Regions from separate parts of the Mus musculus genome. Here region 2 is linked to region 1. Evidence: chromatin contacts called from public HiChIP or PLAC-seq data. All regions are on one chromosome and are shown on one strand. The core of a region is the stretch at or near the end of the contact, and the rest is flanking DNA. Distances in the headings are between cores, read along the strand shown.

Region 1 (4,773 bases), core at 517-3,016:
TCAGAGGGCTAATCGGAAAGAAACTAGAGCCATCCCAAAGTTGAATTTCGAAGACTGCTAACAGAAAAAAGAAAGAAAGAAAGAAAGAAAGAAAGAAAGAAAGAAAGAAAGAAACTAAGGTAAGGTTGCTGAGTGTTTATTCTGACAAAAATGTTAAAAACACCATCACACACACACAAGATAAAGTTTTAGTTTGGTTATAAAGAATATAACTTCAAACTAAAACTCTGTCCTAAAGAAGTGAGGTCAGTCGACAAGGATATATTCCAGAGGATGGTGATTCAAGCTACATCTCTTTGCGTTTCCCTGGGGACTCTTTGGAACACGAAAGATGTGGACACTGGTTGCCAGATTTGAGGGAGGGGTGGGTGGGACCCACTGATCTACTTATTTTCCCAGAAAAGCAGCCTTGCTACGCTATTAAGTTTGTACTGGGGCCTCAGCGACATTTTTTGGTTTCCTCAACTCCCTCCTTGCTCTCAGATGGAAACCTCAACCTCCTTCATGTAAATGAGACGGGTAGGGGTAACAGAGTTCTCCCCTCAAGCAGCCAGGCAACCACTGGGCTCAGAGAGGCAAACAAGTACCTCGGGCTTGAAAGTGAATAGCGCACTCTTAATCAATACACAATTACTTCCGACAGGAAGAGGAAAGTTCGGAAACTCCTCTTTGAGTGGGTAGGTTTGGAAGAGGTAGGAGCGTCAACTATCATTCTTCCTATAGGGATTTTTTTTTTTAAGACAGGGTCTCATTGTGTAGCATGCTAGGGTTAAAGGCGTGTGCCACCACTGTCCGGTCCCTAAACTTAATTGCCACTCCCAAGTCTGAAAACTGAACGCAGGTAGCTGGGGGCTCCCGCATCAGCGCCAGGGTGCATCCGGCTAAGGTAGCGCCAGCAGCCCCTCCGCAGTCCGGACACAGTGTTTGTGAATCACAGTACCGAACAGTATCAGATGGCGGTGTACCAGGTGGGGCAGCGACTTCGGACTTACAGAGAGTAATGACAACTTTCAATTTAGAGCAAACTTCGAAAGTTGCATTATCCACAGACCTCCGGGATGACTCGGTCGCCACACTTTGGCCCCCACATCACTCCCCGCGGGCCACAAGGGCCGCTTTGTGCAGGCGAGCGAAGAGCTAGGGCCCCAGCACCGGGCCCGGAGGCTTCCCCTCCCAAGTCCCCAGCGCCCTCGGGCTCCGCCACCAGACGCACACTGTTTACACAGGAAGGGAAGGCTCCTCCTCAGCCCGGGAGGGAACCCGCCAGCGCACGCAGATCTGATGCCCGCGCCTCGCCGACCCTTCTGGGAGCGCCCTGGGGTGCACTGCACCCTCGGCTCCCGCAAGCGGCCGCGGGCGAGCAAAAGTTGAGGAGCGCGCGGCGGGGCGGCGCGGCTTACCTGCGAGGCGCGGAACGAGCGCGCAGAGCCCGAGCAGACAGGCGTAGAGGGTCGCGGGCACCCGCGGCATGATGCGCGCCGCTCGGCTGGGGCGCTCGGCGGGGGCGGAGCGGGGCCGAGGCCGGGGACCGCAGCCGCATGCCGGGCGCTGCGCTCCGGCTCACGGCGCCCGCGGCCGGGCTGGTCCGCGCCCGGCCGCCACCATCCTCCTCGCTGGCCCGCTGGGACGCTCGGAGTTGTCGCTGCTCCGGACGCACCCTCGCCGAGTCCCCCGCGCGTCTACTCTCGGAGACCCTTCCCTTTTTCCTCGGCCGCCAGCCCCCACTCTTCTCTGCTTTCTCCTCCCCCCTCTCCTGCGGGCCGCCACTCGGTCAGTTTACGGCTAGGCGGGACGGGGCGGGGCGAGCTCGGGCCGGACCAGCTCCGCCCTGCACCGGGACCCGCCAGCACGCCTAGATCCTGGGTTGCCCAGGTGGCTGTCACAGCTGACCCACTTGTGGGGATCGGGTGTTCGAAACTTCTAGTTAGGGTCTCCCTCCCCGGTCTTGGAGTTGGGAGGGGGCGGGGCGCGCTCCATTAGGCCTGCAGAGATTACTTGGGCCAAAGCAATCTCAGTTTTGACTTCAGGATCGTGGGGCAGTTACGGCTTGGATCTGTCAGGCCATTTCGTCATGCCACAAGCGCATGCCAGGCCAGGCCTCGCCCGAGAATATTCAATCCAGACGCCACGCTTGGGATGGGCAGGGGAGGACACGTGGAACGTGGAAGTTCAGGTGAAGCGGAGGGCACCCTGGTGAGCAGGCACTGTGATAAGTGCTAACATCCCTCCCGTTGTTTAGGTGAGCAAACTGAGCCACCAAGGGTTAATATACTGGAGGAAGCGACTGCTAGCTTTTTCCCTGAAATCCAGATTTAAGTAAGGCAGCCTAACCTTTGCCTATTAAGAACCAGCTGGAGCTGGGCATGGTGGCACACGACTTTACACGGCACTTGGGAGGCAGGGGCAGTCAGATTTCTGAGTTTGAGGCCAGCCTGGTCTACAGAGTGAGTTCCAGGACAGCCAGGGCTACACAGAGAAACCCTGCCTCGAAAAAACCAAAAGAAAAAATAAATAAATAAAAGAAGAAGAAAAAGAAGGAGGAGGAGGAAGAGGAAGAGGAAGAAGAAGAAGAAGAAGCAGCAGAAGCAGCAGCAGCAGCAGCTAGAAGGTCAGGACTTGGCGGTGTAGGTGCAAAAACCTACCTAAGGCGTTTGAATCTTAAAAACTTTGTTGTGTCCACCTTTCAAACTCTTAACTGGGTGGCACTGACAGGAGCCAGTTTGTAGTGTGTGCATAGGGAAAAGTGAACCAATCCAGAGCAAACTTCAAAGTTCATCCTTGGACCATATGCAAATTCGTACTCTGTCCTACATTGCTTTGTTATGACTTAAAAGTCATATTTGGCCGGGTGTGGTGGTGCACGCCTTTAATCCCAGCACTCAGGAGGCAGAGGCAGGCAGATTTCTGAGTTCGAGGCCGGCCTGGTCTACAGAGTGAGTTCCAGGACAGCTAGGGCTACACAGAGAAACCCTGTCTCGAAAAAAAATCATGTTTGCTGCTAACCATTATCCAGTAGAATTCATGCTGCATGCCAAGCGTGGTGGCGCACTCGGGAGGTAAAGGCAGGCAGATTTCTGAGTTCGAGGCCAGCCTGGTCTACAAAGTGAGTTCTAGGACAGTCAGGGCTATCTATACAGAGAAACCCTGCCTCAAAAAACCAAAAGAAAAAAAAAAAAAAAAAAGAATTCATGCTGCAGAAACAGCCCAGGTAGATCTTGGAATTACCTGGCCCTTAGGGCAATAGCCTTGGGGCTATGCTTATCCCAGCTTAGAGGTGGCTACTACATTATGGGAGCTGATCAAAGAGTTTGAACTGGAGTGTTGCTTGGTCTGGCAGGAAAGTGTAGGATGAGCTAGAAGGTGAAATACTGCTTTAAGTACAATGGTGGCTTTCCTATGCCATGCATTCTTTGAGTTCAGGGCCCATAGTATCCCATCTTCTCTGCACTCAAAATGAGCACTTTGTAGCGGCTGAAATATCCTACTTTGTCCCACATCTGGCACGGACCACCATTTATCTAAATTGCACCTGGAAAGTGCTGTGATCCAACTTGCCCTAATTCTTACCAGACCCCTTCTGTCTTATCTGGTGGTTCTCTGGGTCCCCAGCCTGCCCAGACCTGCTGTAAGCAGTCCTGAGCAATCTAAGCTGCATTAAAGCTGGTTTGTTGATGCCTTTTCTAATTCAGAATTTCTGCTTTGTGGTTTGTGTCCCCCTCCCAAGAGTCCTTCATCTAAGTGCTCACAGATAAAAAGTGTCAGTTACACGTGATGATCTATTTGATCTTAAAATGAAACGGACCTGGGTACGAGGGCACACCTTTAATCCCAGCGCTAGGGAGCAGATCTATAAATTTGAGGCTAGGGGGTATACATAATGAATTCCAAGACAACCAGAGCTATGCAGAGAGAACCTGTCTCAAAATCAGGAGAAAACAAAACAAAGGAATGGAATTCTGACACTTACTACAAAATTAAAAACACCCTGTGTGACATGAAATAGACCCAAGGGAACAAATATTATATAATTCTCTCCCTCTGTCTCTCTCTCTCTCTCTCTCTCCCTCTCTCTCTCCCTCCCCCTCTCTCTCTGTGTGTCTGTGTGTGTGTGTGGGATGTGTGTGGGTGCTCTTATCCAGCCCAAGCTGGCCTTGAACTCTCTGTAGCTGAAGACGATGCCATTGAATTCTTGATTCTCTTGCCTGTACCTCCTGAGTGTTAAGATTCCAGATTCCAGGGGTGTGCTGTCATGCCCAGACATTCTACTGTGTAACATGTCTAGAACCAAAAGTGTGATAGAAGGAGGTAAAACAGATGTTACCACAGGCTGACAGGCTGGTGGGAGGAGAGAAGGGGATTTTATTTCTGAGTACAGAGTTTCAAGTTGGAATAATGGGAAAGTTCTAGAAATGGATAGTATTATTGGCACAGAATGGTCCTCTTAAAATGGCCACAATGGTAAATTTTACATTATGTGTTTTTTACCATTAGTTAGGGGGTTGGTGGCGAAAATAAATGGTCTCTCTTCTAGATGATCACGGTTCACATGGCAGCTCACACCTGTCTGAGGTTCTGACAGCCTCTTGAACTCTATAGACATTTGCATGCATACCACACAGGGACATACATGACAACAAAATACCCTTACACTAGAATAAAAATAAGCTAATGTCTCTCTCTCTCTCTCTCTCTCTCTCTCTCTCTCTCTCTCTCCTTCCTTTGGAACAAACAAAGGAGTGGGAATAAAGGGCTGGAGAGATGGCCCAGTGGTTA
Region 2 (4,799 bases), core at 1,506-4,005, 49 kb before region 1:
AAGAGCCGATGACTTAAGATTGCAACTGTGTGCTGGGCAATGGTGGGTGGCATACACCTTTAGTCCCAGTACTCAGGAGGCAGAGGCAGGTAAATCTCTGTGAGTTTGAGGCTAGCCTAGTCTACAGAGTGAGTTCCAGGACAGCCAGGGCTACACAGAGAAACCCTGTTTCGAAAAACCAAAAGAAAAAAAAAGAAAAGAACAAAAATAGAGGTTAAAAGATAAAAGGATATAAAAGAATATCCATCATAAATATTGACTATAACATTTGGATATTACTTGATCAATGATCAAGTCTTTTTGTTATCTCAGTCAGTTGGAGTTGGTGACTTAATCCCTTGCAAAATTCTATTAAAATATATCTCTCGTCTCCAGGCTTGGGCTTGGATTCCGGCAACATGACCTTGCAAAATTCTATTAAAATATATCTCTCCTCTCCAGGCTTGGGCTTGGATTCCGGCAACATGACTAAACACACCTAGAAGGTTGGGATCCGGAAATAGGGGACCCACTGTGGTTGGGATCAGGATATAAGGGACCTACTGTGGGGCCTCCATCTGGAAGCTAAGTACATCTGCTACTTCTGTAGCAAGACCAAGAAGGAAAGTCAGGCTGCTGGCATCTGGCACAGTGGCTGGCAAGGAAGGCTTGGACCTATAGCACCAGTTCTGCTGTCAGTCATGTCTCCTATCAGAAAGACAGAAGAACTGAAAGACCAGAGGCGCTTGCCTCATCCCTCACTCCTTCCCCGTGTAACGCTTCCTGTGCTGTTCAATAAATACAGAGCAAAACCAGACACACAGATGCAGGGACAGATTCACAAGAGAGTCTTCAGGCAGGCATAAACTCAGACTCATGTGACAGACAGACAGACAGACAGACAGGGGACAGATGACACAGAGAACAAAAAGTATAGAATTCAAATCTCGGCTTGTTCTTGGCTAAATGACATCAGAAAGTACTTTATCTCTTTCTTTAGTGGAACACCAATAAATGACTGGTGACTCAAAGTTTATTATTCACACATACACACATACATACACAAGTACACGTGCGCGCACACACACACACACACACACGAGCATATATATATGTATATATGTATGTGTGTATATATGTATGTATGTATATGTGTATGTATACACACACATATATATACACATACATACATACATACATACATACATACATATTACCCTGTAGATGCAGAACAGGGCATCAGACCCCATGGAACTAGAGTTGCAGGCAGTTGTGAACTGCCCAGTGTGGGTGCTGGGAATCAGGCTCAGAGGTTAAGAGCACTGGCTGCTCTTCCGGAAGACCTGAGTTCAATTCCAAGCAACCACATGGTGGCTCACAACCATCTGTAATGGGATCTGGTGCCCTGTTCTGGTGTGTAGGCATGCATGTTGACAGAACACTACTACATTGTAAATAAATAAATCTTTTAAAAAGTCACTCTAGACCTTGGTGGTGAGAACTCACAACATTTATGGTGAAAGAATCCTCAGCTGAGAAATGAACAGGAAAACATGGAAGGTTCCTGACAACAGCAAAGATTAAAACTGCTCTGTGGGAAGCCAGGACACCAGGGCCATATGGTCCTTGATGGAAACCAGCCTCCAATGAAGATGAGCTAATGAAAACATTTCACACCACGTGAGAGGCTGAGAGCCGGGAGGAATGTCAGCAAACCTCACACTCAAGAACAGAATGCTCTGAGACTCCCTAAGACGAGGATTTTGGAAACAGTCAAAAAGAGGAAGGAACGACAGCCAAAAGCCAGAAGGGAAATTACTAGAAAATTAAAAACAAAAAAACAAAAACTAAAAGTTTTCAACAACAACAACAACAAAAATAGTATCTAAAACACAAGGGTTTGAGAAAAGAACCAAGTAACAATTGTAGATAGGAAAGTCACAGAGGTCCAAACTGTTTCAGTATACAGATTAAACGAAAGAACAAAATTGTAACCTGGAAGCAGTGTAGCTGGGGCAGAGGGTGGGGGGCTGCATGAGGGAAAATAAGAAACATGAAATTTAGATATGAGAATCTCCAATTGCCACCCACTAGTGGATGAACAGGGAGACAGCAGGAGAGATTAAACAATCACACAGATATTGCTAGAACCTCCCAGACTCAGATGCCGCAGCCAATCAAGCCCTAAGCAATGTGAACCAGGGTACCCGCCCAGACGCAGTCAATAGCATGAGACAGAGCACTCAGAGGAGAGGAGAATTAGATAAACAGAGCATGTCACTTCAGCCGCAGAGGTGTCATAGGCAGTAGAAATGACACCTTCGAGGGGGCAAAGGAACACTGTGGCTTCCTGGGAAAACATACTCAAAGGGTAAAAATGTATAAATAGCAATGGAGATGATTTTACATGAATTATCTCCATGACAGCTCAATCAAAGAAAAAGTCCCACAACGGGCAATAGAAAATATGTCAGTGAGTACTGGGGCTTCCTAGAGATGCTCTGTGATCAATCTGATCTGTCTTCAATCTGATGCTTACATTACTTTTTTTCCCCAGAGCAAGCCTGGTACTTCTTCAGACTTAATGTTTCTGGTGTATTCTATCCTGAGTGGAGAAAAGCCTAGAAATTCTGGCTATTTGTGGGTAATCGGGGTTTTTTTGTTTTGTTTTGTTTTGATTTCTTTTTTAAGATGTCAGTAACTAACTCATGGGTCTTTTAAAACAGGAAAGCAAACACTGTGTGTGTTGTCCCAGGCGGGACAGCTAGATTACATGCCCTGGCTTGTGCTGTCCCTCCCAACTTGCAAAGGGGACTCTCTAGGGAGACTTGGGACCCCAGGATGGGAAGCCTGCTCCCCAAAGCTGAAGTGTCCATCCTGTACTTCCTGGATTACAAAAGAGAGATTTCCATGGCTTAGATTTGAAGTTTCCTTCCTCACACTCTTTCTTCGCTGATTTCCTGTCTTAGGAACAGCTTTTCAGAGAGCTCTGTGCTCTCTGTCAAGAACAGCACTGTCTGCCACTGTTTCTGCCTGAGGGCTTCAAGTAGGAAGTCTGAATAGCTATGAGCAATACCCTTGACTATTTGGATGCTAAACACCCAAACTGGGCCTTGATCCTCTGCCAGCCCCCAGCCCAGCATCTGGGTGAGTGCAGACACACCCTGTCTGACTAGAGTCGGAGCCCAATCAGGGCAGGGACAGAAAGAAACAGATGGGATTACTGTTCAGATAAATCCAAAATCTGTTTTGATTAAGATGCTGTTGCGCCCAGTAAGTAGCAAAGCACCAACAATAAAACACTTGGCCTGAGGCCAGCGGAAAGTGGCCTTGGAGAGGGAGAACTACTGGTCACAACCTAGTTTATTTAGCTAGCCCTACCTGTGGCTAGAAGCTACACGCAGCAAATGACAAAATGTGGCTCTTTATGCTTAAGGAACTTTGAATACATCTGTATTTAAAACTGTTTACCTTATTGGGTTTTCTTCTTCTTCTTTGGTTTGTTTGCTTGTTTGTTTGTTTGTTTGTTTGTTTGAGATAGGGTTTCTCTGGTAGCTCTGGCTGTCCTGCAAGCAGCTCCCTTTATAGACCAGGCTGGCCTCAAAATCCTGCAACACTTTATTGACTAGGCTGGCTTCAAAATCTGCCTGCCTCTGCCAGGATTAAAGGCGTATGATATGTGCAACCATTGCCTGGCTTATCTTACTGTTTTGTTTTGTTTTTTTTCTTCAATCTTTATGTTGGTTTCTGACCCCCGAGGAGGATCTAGGTCAACATGGAAGAATGAAACTAACAAGACCGGGTAAACTCAGAACACAGGCTGCCTGGATATCACCACCTCTCCCAACAACAAGCCTAGCCTGGAGCTGGGAGATGTTTGGGCCCCAAAGTATGGAGAGAAATAGGCCTGGGGTCTTTAAAAAGAACACCCACCCACCTCCGTGGCAGCAGGAGACTAAGAATCAAAACTGATATCCAAACACCGAAGAAGCCTGGATCCCTGAGGAGAGGTGCCAAGAGTAGACACAATTCTGCCCTCCTCAGATTTTGTACAAATGAGGCAGCTTTGTAGATATTTAGCTGTAGATATTTGGGGACTTCTTACTGCAGACTCTTCTTACTATAAACTCTGACTTGCTGGGCTTGCGGGAGCTTGGGAGTGCCCAGTCATTTAACCTCAGATAAAGTATCTTGGATGGGGGGGAAATGTCATTATGTTAGAGTTAGAATACAGACTCTAGTCTACCCCTTGCTATCTATATAAAGGAATTTATTCTCTGAAGGCCTCACCTTCTGTAAACATGGCTTAGAAGCCATAGGGACCCGAGGAGGAATGTTAACGAGATAATCTCAATAAAGTGCCTATTTGTTAACAGTGTGAATGGTATTTGACGCTTAGCAAAAACTAAAATCTTAGCTGTTCTCGTGACTATGTTGGAGCCTTATATTCTACAAACTCATTAAGGTCAACTGTGGAGATAGAGGCAAGAAAAGGCTGGAAGTTATCAAGTTCTGTGTGTTGTACACAGTGTATCCCCAAAGGGCATACAAGAGCCATGATATGAACACACATAGTCTACACACATAAAATTAAAACTGAACAAAAAATTAAAACTAAATCAAGGTTTTCATTTAGTTATACGGAAGTAAATTACAGCTGCTAACATAAACAGGGACAATCTCTGAGTGCATTTATCCTTTTATATGTATATATGTATGTATTTGTTTGTGGTTATGCATGCACATATATGTATATGTGCATGCAGAGCTCAGAGATTGGTAGGAAGCACCTTCTTATATCATGACTCCCTTGAGAGAGA

What was found. HiChIP or PLAC-seq counts read pairs in DNA pulled down with a chosen protein or histone mark.
Region 2: an H3K27ac HiChIP or PLAC-seq map of extraembryonic endoderm stem cells shows a contact between it and region 1. The contact joins the enhancer-like site here to the promoter of Itgb5 in region 1. A contact is called at or near these places in 5 of 39 promoter capture datasets (the 3T3-L1 cell line, liver and maxillary cranial neural crest), 3 of 15 datasets of contacts at CTCF or cohesin (the NIH/3T3 cell line, embryonic stem cells and stem cell-derived epiblast-like cells), 82 of 484 Hi-C or Micro-C datasets (the AML12 cell line, the C2C12 cell line, the G1E-ER4 cell line and 38 more), 35 of 115 datasets of contacts at active chromatin or transcription factors (the NIH/3T3 cell line, astrocytes, bone marrow-derived macrophages and 20 more) and 2 of 9 other capture datasets (adipose tissue and liver).

Annotation. Positions count from the first base shown.
Region 1 is chr16:33,826,658-33,831,430 of GRCm38.p6, reverse strand. Itgb5 (integrin beta 5) reads right to left here and starts at 1,766. Exons shown (of 15, transcript NM_001145884.1): 1 at 1,401-1,766. The coding sequence starts at 1,470.
Region 2 is chr16:33,876,582-33,881,380 of GRCm38.p6, reverse strand. The region is part of intron 4 of Itgb5 (integrin beta 5); the gene reads right to left. Among named protein-coding and RNA genes, the nearest start is that of Itgb5, 49 kb to the right of the region's middle. Within about 2 kb of position 2,755, at least 121 of the 459 cell types and tissues checked have an H3K27ac peak or open chromatin away from gene starts, as enhancers often do. A contact at or near this core is called in the C2C12 cell line, the G1E-ER4 cell line, the MC3T3-E1 cell line and 24 more, where this site is marked.